Regions from separate parts of the Mus musculus genome. Here region 1 is linked to region 2. Evidence: chromatin contacts called from public ChIA-PET data. All regions are on one chromosome and are shown on one strand. Each heading gives the region's core, a stretch centred on a gene start, on an enhancer-like site or on the middle of the called end of the contact. The rest is flanking DNA. Distances are from core to core; before and after follow the strand shown.

What was found. ChIA-PET counts read pairs in DNA pulled down with a chosen protein or histone mark.
Region 1: an RNA polymerase II ChIA-PET map of effector CD8 T cells shows a contact between it and region 2, with 164 read pairs. The contact joins the promoter of Caprin1 here to the enhancer-like site in region 2. A contact is called at or near these places in 2 of 484 Hi-C or Micro-C datasets (CD4 T cells and muscle stem cells), 3 of 115 datasets of contacts at active chromatin or transcription factors (the SCID.adh cell line, effector CD8 T cells and pancreatic cancer cells) and 3 of 9 other capture datasets (adipose tissue, liver and pancreatic islet).

What each region holds. Positions count from the first base shown.
Region 1 is chr2:103,792,975-103,799,113 of GRCm38.p6, reverse strand. It overlaps Caprin1 (cell cycle associated protein 1), which reads left to right and starts at 1,474. Exons shown (of 19, transcript NM_016739.3): 1 at 1,474-1,651; 2 at 2,174-2,383. The coding sequence starts at 2,174.
Region 2 is chr2:103,680,973-103,686,455 of GRCm38.p6, reverse strand. Abtb2 (ankyrin repeat and BTB (POZ) domain containing 2) reads right to left here. Exons shown (of 17, transcript NM_178890.3): 3 at 2,965-3,178. Among named protein-coding and RNA genes, the nearest start is that of Nat10, 78 kb to the left of the region's middle. Within about 2 kb of position 3,980, at least 128 of the 459 cell types and tissues checked have an H3K27ac peak or open chromatin away from gene starts, as enhancers often do. A contact at or near this core is called in the SCID.adh cell line, adipose tissue and effector CD8 T cells, where this site is marked.

The sequences.
Region 1 (6,139 bases), core at 225-2,724, 120 kb before region 2:
CCACCACTGCCCGGCTTATGGCTTTCTTTCTTACTCTTTCTAGCCACTGTGAAACACATTAAGGTTTTGCCATATTCTCCTATGTCACTCTTGTTCAGTCTGGAACTTACTAGGTAGACTAGGCTAGTCTAGTAGTCTTGAGCTTAAGAGGCCTGCCTGTCTCTGCCTCTCCAGTGCTTGGATTAAAGGCAGGAGCACTAACCAAGCTCCTCTCAGATCTTGCTCAATGGTGTTTCTTTTACTAGAAAGGTCCTCCTCTAAGCTCTCTTTGCTTCCTCCAGTCCTGGCTCAGAAGTACCCAGGAAGGTTTTCATTCCCCATCACCTTTTTTTCTTCCTTTGGTTTGTTATTTTTGTGCATACCTCCCAATACAAACACTGTGAAAAAAAAAAAGCTGTTTTGTTCACCATCTCTAGCACTGCAGATTTCCTAGCATGCCATAAGGTGCTCGATAAATACTTAAAAGCACAGATTACAGACTTTACAGTTAAGTGGAGTGAGTATCTCAAGGCCACGGGGTGCTGCTGTTTCTCCAGGCTCCCTCAGGATATACTGGTGCCAGCCAGTGTTAGTCATTTTAATTCTTTGATAGAACCCTCTTCTAAATTTCCTTTTCATGGATTTTAAATTATAAATTGGTCATTTACTGCTCTCATACATCATGTTGCTGAATTTTCCACGGATCATATTCCTTTTAGTACCTTTCTCTAGATCACTCATTTTTTCCTTTTACTCGTTATCCACCCTCTTTGACCACCCCCCCGCCCCCCAAATAATTCTCCTGGACAAAAAAGTGCCCCCCTCGCACCCCCTCCCGGCATCTTGCATAGTCTTTAAAGTTTTGGGTAAAATCTTAAACAAATCGGGTAAAGATAAGTAATTCCTGATAGGGCGTACTTATCTATCTCAGGGTAGGAGAAGACGGGTTTTTAACATGACTGGGGTAATTAAGGAGATCAAAAAGCCATGAAGGATGTTCATTCTCCATGCCTAGGTTATTGTATAATTATTATGTGGCAAGTTGCCTTTTCTCAGACCTTTTAGGGTGAGTTTGCATGCTCTCCATACAGAAGGAATTCTAGAAGCTGGGATTGCACCACCCACCCCACGCACCCCTTACTTGCAGAAACCTTTGCCCCTCCAACCCCCACTCCCACCAAATAAGGGCTCTACAAGGGGCAGTCCTCAGCTCCAGAGCCTGAGGCTTGACACCCATTGTCCCCGTTAGGATGTCAAGAGATTTCGCCTGAAGGACCCCAGCTTAGGTTTCACTCAAAACTCAAGGATCTGGGATAACGGTCTCCGTGAGGGTACTTTCCAGATATGCAAAGGGACAGGAACCTGGCGCCGAGGACACGGCCCGACGGGAGGCGCGGTCCGGTGACCTTTTTTCGACAGGCATTCCAGTCGGGCAGCCTCACCGGCTTGAAGGCCCTCGCTCCCTATTGCTCCCGCCCCCCCTCGTTGCAGAGCGCTGGCTGGCTAAGTCCCTCCCGCGCCGGCTCTTGTCCCACTAGGAGCAGCTCAGAGCCGCGGGGACAGGGCGAAGCGGCCTGCGCCCACGGAGCGCACGTCTCTGTTCTCAACGCAGCACCACCCTTGCCCCCCTCGGCTGCCCACTCCAGACGTCCAGCGGCTCCGCGCGCGCACGGTGAGCGCCATCCCGGATCAAAGGCGCCGAAGGGGAAGAAGGCCGCTGTACCTGGGTGTCCTTTTTACCTTCGGAGCGGTCCGAGCGGCTGGGAGGGCTCGCTCAGGGCCTCCCCACCCCCACCCCCAACCCGGTCACTCCAAGTGCCCTTCTCCACCCCTGGCCCTGACCTTTGTCCCTCTCGTTCTCGCAAGGCAACGGGTGCCACTTGCCCCGATGGGGACCGTTGCCCTGGCGGTTGACGGCGGCCGTGCCAGGCCCCGCCCCCGGCGCGAGCTTGGTGCCCCGGGGAGGGGGGAGGGGCGGGCGGCCCGGCGCCCCGCTGGCGGGTCGCGCGCGTGCCCGTGGGCCCCTTCCTGCCGGCGGCGCGCGCCGCCCCCTCCCCCCACCGCGCGCGCGCGTAGCCGCCTGCCCGCCCGCCCGCTGCGCGTTTTGTCCCGCGTCTCTCCCCGTCCGTCTCCTGACTTGCTGGTCTTGTCCTTCCCTCCCGCTTTTTTCCTCTCCTCTCTTCTCGGTCTAAAGATGCCCTCGGCCACCAGCCACAGCGGAAGCGGCAGCAAATCGTCGGGACCGCCGCCGCCGTCCGGTTCCTCCGGGAGTGAGGCGGCGGCCGGGGCAGCTGCGCCGGCTTCTCAGCATCCGGCAACCGGCACCGGCGCCGTCCAGACCGAGGCCATGAAGCAGATTCTCGGCGTAATCGACAAGAAACTTCGGAACCTGGAGAAGAAAAAGGTGCGAGGAGTTAGTGGAGAGGGAGGGCTCGTGGCTCCAGCCCTACACCGGTCCCGGCGGTGGATGGTGCTCCTTGCCCAGAAAACGGGCGCCTCGGGGAGGTGCCTGTCACCTGACCCCAACGCGGCGCTGCCTCTAGGCCTCGGTTACTCACATCAGGCTGAGCGGGGCCTTTCCGCCTGGTGACCGGTTGCTTGGGTGGTGGGCCCGTTGCTGGGTATGCTCCCAAACTGAGGCCTGACTTTTGAAGGAGGCCAAGGGGAAGAAACAGTGTGCCCGGCCCGATTGCTCGTGGAGTTGAGCGGTCCATGCCTTGTAACTGTGGCGTTTGCCTTTGGTACCTAGGCTGGGGGCTGGTGGAATGGCTCTCTTCCCAAGAAAAGATATGTGTCTAGACCTGAACTAGGGTTGCAGTCCCGTCAAGTCCTAGTTAAGCGGGCCTTTGCTTGGGTACCCCCGCCCCCTTCCGATGGGCTCCCTACGTTTCCCCCTTTGTTTCGATTGTCTGGGTGCTTGGAACCTCACGCCCAGCCTAGTCACGAGGTAGTTTTTAAATGAGTGTTTTTTGTTGTTGTTTTTTGCCATGACCTTTTCTTTTTAATTTATTATTTTTTACCGCTTCAGCATTCTAAAGGGTCAGGGAGATTTCCTTGATCTTTCGGAGGTGGATCTAGTTTAGACTGGAGACTGCCTCTGGGTCTCTGGGCACATGGAGTGTCTAACATGGCGGCGGCTGCGGGAGAGGGAAGCGCTGTACAGGAGCTGCATTGTGAGCACAAAGCGAAAGCAGAGGGGGAGGGCAGAGACCAGGCAGCAGCCCCGCCTAGCCCCCCCTCCCAAAAAGTCGAGCCACACCCACACTGTTTTGGCTTTAATATTTAGCCATTCTGGACCATACTGTTAGATTACTTAAACCGGCTTTTTTGTTTTATGCGTTTAGTGTAGGACCGTATACCAACACAGTTTAGAGGAAGAGTCTGGGTAGAAGTAAATTTCTACCCTGATTAAGAAAAGTAGTGGAAAGGGACAAACATGGGGTGGTAGAGTGAAAATGGAGGCAATTTACCTGGAACTGTTATTCTAACTTGCCCTTTTACATTAAGTATAATGTAACTTTTGATAACTTATGCCTGCCGGGGCATATTTTAAAATTTTGAAAAATTCCCATGAAGATGTTTAGTTAGTTGTTTAACTAGTTAGAGGAGATTAGTGAGATAGGATATTGGCTAAAAATCTGAGCTGTAGGAGGTAAGTTGGAAAAATCCAGGCTATTTACATCTTAATCTTGTGGTTTATCTGCTGATTTCCCATTTTTAGTAGTGAGTTTGAAACATTCACCTTTGTACTTTTTCTGTTTCAGTGTTGAAGAGTGGCCATATTACTAAAACTTCCCAGACTTTATTTGAAATTGTGAATATACATGAACAAGATATGAAACTTTAGCTATTTTGATAAGAAATTTTAATGTATTAAATTATTAAATAGTGAAAAGAGGAAATATTAAAATAGTGAAAGCACTGTAAGCTACATTCAAATATGGAATTTCATGCCAGCATTTCCTTTTTTTTTCTTTTTTTTCTTTTTGAGACAGGGTTTCTCTGTGTACCCCTGGCTGTCCTGGAACTCACTCTGAAGACCAGGCTGGCGCCTCTAACTCAGAAATCCTCCTGCCTCTGCCTCCCAAGTGCTGGGACTAAAGGCTTGCGCCACCACACCCTGCTAGCATTTTCTGATACTTGCGTGTGTTTGGTACCCTGTGTGAAATTGAGTTTAACTTGGGTATCTTTAAATTTTCCTAATGCAATAAAGCAGTGTTGTTAGGCTGTTGCTCCAAACGGTTTAATTTTTGGAATTTCTGGGAACTCAGTTTCTTGTAGAATAGGATCCGACATGAGCTTTAATGATTTGAGGTATCAATGTTAGTGGTTGCAAATTCTTCAAATATGTTTATTAAAGAGCAATGTTGAGTAGCAGTCATTATATTTGTGAGGTGACAGATTGAAGTGTTTAAGGGCATTTTAAAACAAGACACAGAAAATGAGGTTATCCCCATGGAGACTTGAACCATAACTGGCCACTTGTTCTCTCTAGCTATAGGTAAGAGTAATGTCATCACCTGGGCCATGGTGGTACACTCCTTTAGTTCCTGCATTCAGGTGGATCTCAAGTGTGAGGCCAGCCTGGTCTACAGAGCCAGTTAAGGACAGCCAGGACTACTCAGAGATACGTTTTTTTCCAAGATTCATGATTGATATGAAGATTGACTCAGATAATAGTATCTTATGATGTAACAACACAGTTACATGAAAATGTTTTCATCATTTCTGTTGTCAGTGTTTTGATTGCTGAAGAAACAGTGAGAAGATGGGGTTATAAACACAGGCTGGGCTGAGCTGCTCCCTCACTAGACTGCTGATAATGGATCTTTTTTGTTTTTGTTTTGTCTCTCTCTCTCTCTTTTTTTTTTTTTTTTTGAGACAGGCTTTCTCTGTGTAGCCCTGGCTGTCCTGGAGTGCACTCTGTAGACCAGGCTGGCCTTGAACTCAGAAATCCACCTGCCTCTGTCTCCCAAGTGCTGGGATTAAAGGTGTGTGCGCCACCACTGACCAGTGATTATATTGGATCTTAATGACTGTTAAAGAAGCTACAGTTACTTTGAAGATGCTCAAGGCATTGGACTTTGCATTAATATGAGCACATCTGGTTTTCATTTATTTCTCTATGACTGGATGATTTGACCCGTGAGAGGTTTTCAGTAGGACTGAGCATTTGTAAAAAAAAAAAAAAAAAGAGGATTTGCTCTATGAATCAGTTTTAATACTTCTTTAGAAACTCCAATGTAATGGTCATATTTGATTCTTACCTTTTCATACTACAGCCTGCTAGACCAAGAAGGCATTCTAACAAAAGTTACTAGTAGCTAATGTAGTATACCACTTTAAGGCAGAGACCCAATACAATTGTATTTTATTTAAGAAAACAGTTTTTTTATTCATTTGTTAATTTCTGCAGTGAGAATGCAAACTTCCCATTGGTGGGGTTCACAGAATGATCAAATATCCTGCAACAGAAATATATGGCTTGGTCGTTTTTTGAAGTTTAAAATCAATTGTAAATGTTAGCGCCTTACTTAGCAATTAAAATACAAATAATACTGAGTTGTAGGACTTATTACCTAGTTTTTTTGAGCAGTACTTTCAGTACAGAAAAGGGCTTTAGGCTATATAAGATGATATTTGGAAACAGTCTGCAGTTTAAGAGATACTTATTTGATAGTGCAAGATATAATCAGTTTTGATGTAAAGGATGTTTTTAATAGGTGGCATTTAAAATGACTGACAACTCTACTAGGTGAAAGGTTAGCTAGTGTTCTCTTTGCTTTAAAAATCCTTAACTGAAACAAACTGATTGGGAAATGTATATATATTTTTTTATCCAGACCCTAAAGCAGTGGCTCTCAACCTGTGGGTCATGACTCCTCTAGAGGGTGGGTGGGGTCACCTAAGACCATTTGAAAATACAGATATTACATTACAATTATTAAATGAAGTAGTAACAAATTAATTTTGTGATTGGGAGTCACTACAACATAAGGAACCATATTAACAGGTCATCATAGCCTTAGGGAGGTTGAGAACCATTGCTAAAGGCTATGTACTTTATGTCTTTGTAATTAATATTCATTAGATAGTGAGGGTAACCTTTCTAGGCCCGCAGTGTGTTTCTTAGAATTTTTGATGCAACTGTTGTACAGGG
Region 2 (5,483 bases), core at 2,731-5,230:
ATATTTCTTATAACACAAATAGAGAAGACTTGAATAGCCACGCCGCCAAAATGAGTCCCCTTGGAATAGGTGGTGAATGAGAGATCACTTAAGAGTCCCAAAGAGACCCAGACATCAGTCCCCAAGAAAGGACTTCAGGCCACACCTTCACTGCCACACCTGGAATCACAGTCTCTGAGCAGTTTGGGTTGCACATTTCTGAGATGAGCGAGGAAGGGCCTCAGGGGAGGAAGCAGGTAGAGTCAGGGGAGTATTGTGAGCTCACAAAAACAAAGCCCTAGGATCCTGGCAAACTCCAGTTACTGCAAGGAGGCAAATTTTCTCAGCTATTTGGTAAGGGTGTTGGGGTAGCAGAGACTCAAGGGGCTCTGAGGCCCAGCCCAGCACTGTCTCCACAGCCTCTAGGGTCTGTCCTGTCCAAGAAGGTCTGAGGCACAGCAGGGCCTACATCAGCAGAGGGGGACCAGTTCATGAAGCACTGTGTACCTGGGATCGCAGAAGCATCTGCTTGTCTGTATTAAGATTTGAAAATTTTGGATTTCATTGCTCCCACAGTGGTGGTTCCAATTTCCTACCAATCTAATACTTGTTTGAAATGATTCATGGAAAAATACCTTTGTGACCAGTAGACTCATGCTGCAGAGTGTGGTTTCTAGATAATTGGTTTCTAAACGCATACACATGTGTCTGTTACTATTCAAACTCAGTGGCTACCACCACATGCAGATAATGGACTCCTGCCACAGAGGAGCCTGATGCTGCCTGTTAAGATCATGGGGGAGAGGGCACTATTACCCCTATGGGCAAAGCCAGAGGGTGTTGCCACATAAACGCTTGGGTTGGGGTGGGGGTCTCGGCCTGAGGACCTAGTAGCCCCAGCCCGGGGCAACAGGCTCTGCTCCTTGTTCAGTTTATCCAAGCTGGCTTTGCTGGGGGGCTGGGCTGGGCCTCACACCTCTCGGAACCTCACTAAACAGCAAACAGGTCTCCTCTCTCCTCTCTCTAATGCAGTCTGCCTAGCCCTTCCCAGCCAACTTTTGCAACCGCAACACTTTCTCCACAAAGCAGAAACAGCTGGGGAGCAGGGCCTGCGATCTGGCCACGCCTCCCACTGTATGGGCTTGACTTTCAGAATGCCTTGGGTTCCAGCTGCAGCCTTGTTTGGGTCAGGCCCAGATGGGCCTCCTCAGCCATCCAGAGAGATAAAATGATGCTGACATCATAGTGATAACAGTAATAGCAACAATGATGATAGCATTTACTGCTGGCATTACTCCTGTGTGTGTGCCAGGCCACTGTCGTTTTATGTTTCTTCCAGTTACAGGCTATATGGTGCAGTGGTATGAGCACAGCCTCTGTGGTCTTGGCTAGTTACTGAGTCTTTCTGTGCCTCTATGTACTCATGTATAAAATGAACACCTCCTTCCTGGTAGAATGTGAGATAGGCACACACCCATAGTGTGCTCAGCATTGTGTCTGATACATAGTAAATACTCACTGAGCACTGGCGGCCTTCCTGGAACCCTTACACAGGCTTCTTCACCACTCTATATTTACAGCTAAGGAAATGAAGCACCGTGAGGTTTAGAACCTTGCACAAAGGTCTCAAGGTTCACGAATGTCAGTGTTATTATTTGTACCCAAGCCATCTGTTCACAGCACTCCATGCTCTGCTCCAAACATTGCTGTATGTTCTCAGGAGTACCAATGCTGCCTGGAAGCTGTCTGTAACCAACCAGGGCATGGAACTGAACCTCAGTGGGTAGACTAGGAGACTGTAGAGGCCCAGGAGAAGGGGGTTTCGCTGAGGAGCAGGCTGATGTGCCTGAAGACAACAGTCAGCTGGGGAAGGCCTCAGGCCACCCTTCTGTCAGGTGAAGCCCTGTAGTGAGGGGTTTTCCCATGTAGAAGAACACAACTTCAAGCTCACAGGGTAAGTACATGCAGCACCAATATGTATACACACACATACAGAGACACATGCATATCTACACACACACATATATCTCAAATACACACGTATTTGGTGGTTGGTGGGGGGCAGGTTTCTCTCCATGGCTATCTTAGAACTCGCTATGTAGAACAAGCTGGCCTTGAACTCAGAGATCTGCCTGCCTTTGTCTCCTGAGTGCTGAGATTAAAGACATATACTACCATGCCCAGATTATATGGAGTGTATGTTTTTAAAATATTTATTAAATTTTTAAGGCTGTTTTGTTATTTTAAGTGTGTGAATATTTTGCCTACATGGATGCCTGGTGCTTTCAAAGCCTTTAGACCTCTGAGACCTAGAGCTGCAGTCCTGTCCTCAGGTTGACCTGCCACTCAGGCACCCCCTTCTCAAGCTCCTCATAGGATCACCCTTGGGACGCCCACAACATGCACATATGTTCAGCTTCAAAGGGCTGGAGCCCTGAAGACAACAAAAACCTGCCTTGGCCCCAGTGTTCTCATCTAAGAAACAAGCTGATGGGACCAAACATGCCCAAGATCCCTCTTATAATAGTGTCACTGTCATCCAAAGATGACATCCAAAGAGAGCTGTGGTGACAGCTACCACAGATAGAGGGCCAATTACCACTGTCCTTATGGCTTTTTCTCAAAGTGTGTGCTCACTCAACCACACTGCCACCTTTCCAGAGCTGCAAGGATGTCTCGTTTTGTAGAGGAAACTGAACTTTCAAAGAGCTGATCTAGCTGGTGCACGCTAAGCTGACCAACTCCAGGCTGAGACGAAAGCCCACTTCCCAGCCTTGGTGACCCCATAACACATCTGCCCTGGTAAAGAAATATATTACACATGGGACTTGAAATATCATATTGCACATGAGCCTTCATCTGTCTGAGCACCCAGGCCACCTTTAAGACCAGCCAGCCAGCTCCAGGAGGCTGCTTGCACTGTTAGAAGATACATGTGTGTTGTGAGCATTTCCTACTTGGTGACCAGGCAAAAATGATACCTACCGTTCATTATTCAGAGTCATTCTTGGGGGATCCAGGTTGGGGTTCTCCATGGACTCCATCTGTGGACACCTCAGGAAGTAGTAGAGTGTGTGGAGAGCATCGGGGGACCACGTGATGGGCTGTGGTGGCTGGCGGGCCTGGCGAGCAGGGCTGGTGCCTGGGCACAGGGGGTGGCGGCCCTGCATGTGGTGCATGGCTCGAGAGACCAGATCACCTGGGAAGGGGGAAAAGGACAAGTCTGAGCTCCCAGCCCACATTCTCCTAGGGTAGCAGCTCCCTCACTTAGTGTAATTACTGTTTACCCCAGAGTCCACAGGCTGAGGAGGAGACTGTCACCTAGATGCACAATAGCAATTTGGTTTCCCTTTCATTTCCAGTCTTGCCTTAACAGCTGAATTACAAACACTTGGCAGGGCTGTCTTCCTCCAGAACTTATGCTAATGTGGTTTCCTTTTCAACATCTCCACTCTCTCCACCGCCCTAGGGGCCTTCCCTCAGTTCTCTGACCATGGGAACCAGCCAAAGCACGGGCCCTGTGGAGAGTCTCCCTTATGCTCTCGTGTGCAAACCCTGGGACTTTGGAAGATAATGGCTGCCACCATCCATTGGACACTCAACAATTCATTATAAACTCAACTCAGTCCTTACAGCGCTAAGGGTCAAGTCAGAGGCACTGAGACTTATTTGCTGAACATATCCTGACTCCATGCGTTCTGGTCACAAAGAAGCTGCAGTGAAGTATGTGGGCTGTCGGCTAGGTGACTCCAAAGCCCATGAACTTCACTGTGATAAGGGCTCTACCCTGCCTTACTGGAATCTGTGGGGTCACAGGGCCCCATATCCTGTGTTGTGTTTCTGTCTTAGTCTTTTCAACATCCTAGCAGCCCCTGACAGGAAATGTGCCATCATTGTGTGAGGCCACAATGCTGAGAAAGGATGGTCTAAAACCGCCCCACGCACCTGCAGGCGCCTCTGTTCTAGAACAAGCGCTGCCTTTGTGTTCTCCAAGCCTGAGAGCTCAGGGCGTCTCTGCTGTGGGCTAGCCGCCCCGAACTCACAGAAGTCTCTCACAGATGGCCCTACCCACAGGAAGCCTTAGGGACTCAGCTAACTCTACAGAATAGCAGCAAGCATCAGGGTCTAACTGTGCATATGACGTAACTCAATCAGCGAGACAATTCATTACTTTAACTAGTCAGCTTCCACCTCTCAGCTAATGGGTGTCTGATTCGGTATTTCTTGTGTTCCAGAGTCCTGCAGAGTCTCCCTCACACAAGCTGCTCAGAAATGCCTGATGAGTAGAGGAAGTGGTACTGTGCACGCATTTCATTTTCATATACTACAACAGCTAAGGACTGACTTAAGCCTATTGACTGCCAAATTCTCCCAGTACAGTCACAGATAGCAACTAGCTACAAGCAGGGACGAATGACCACAACTGGAACACCCCACCCAGAAAGAGTCCTTCAGGTACTATCCCCAACCAAGGTGCACACTGTCTCTTCCCTGCTGATTCTCATTCCCCAAATCACAGTTAGTTGCCTGGGGACTCTTGCCAATTCCAGGGCCAAAAGTGTTGGTGAGAGTGGGGTCCCGATACTGACCCATGTCCACAGACTTTTGATTTCATTAGTCTGGGGCAGGATCTGACACCTTTAATATGTAAAATCATTTGGTGCCTTGAATACTCAGCCTTAAAAACCATCACTGAGAAACCTGATCAGAGCTGATACTCCAGACTCCAATACCTGTGGCTTCAGATCGAAGGTCAGCTACTTCTAGTCTGTGTACCTTAAATAATGGTCAGAGCCTCAGTTTCCTTGTCTGTGAAATGGAGATGCTAGCACATAATCAATTTAGAGGAGTCAAAGGAATAATAATTGAGACACACTTAACCGCTTTGGAACCAACCCTTATTTATTAAAGCTGAGGATAACACCAGCATCATTGACATCCTGTTATCAACATCCCTCCATCCTTCCTGAGCCTCCTGAAGTCCTCAGGACCACTACCTACAGCCACACACTGCCCCACAGTTTCCAAGACAAGAGGAATCTGGTGCTGCAATGCCAGATCCCAGCCCTGCCCTAGGGCTCCTGGGTGGCAGAAACTGGCATCAAAAGCAGCAGGAGGCTGTGCTTTTTCCAGCAGCCAGTACCAGCTGAGTTGGTGGCAGAAAGCCGAAACCTGGCTCCCTTTTCTCTGGTCTAAATGTCATAACAGTTGGCGAAACACAGGACTACAAGAAAGAGAAATCAAAGTGTCTGAGATAGCATCGAAGAGATGCTGTGCTGAGATACTGTTCCAAGAGCTGGACAGGGTGAAAGCCATCAGCGCGGGTGATTGTTATCCTTTCATGGTTATTGGTGGGGCTCCCTTCAGCAGCTCACTTCCAGCCAGAATGTAGGCAAGAGACTCCAGGCAGCCAGAGAAGTAGCTGCTCCTGGAGCTTCCTCTAACGGCAAACAGGACACAGGGGCTCAGAGGTTCAGAAAACCCACGAAGGTGGCAGAGGAGAG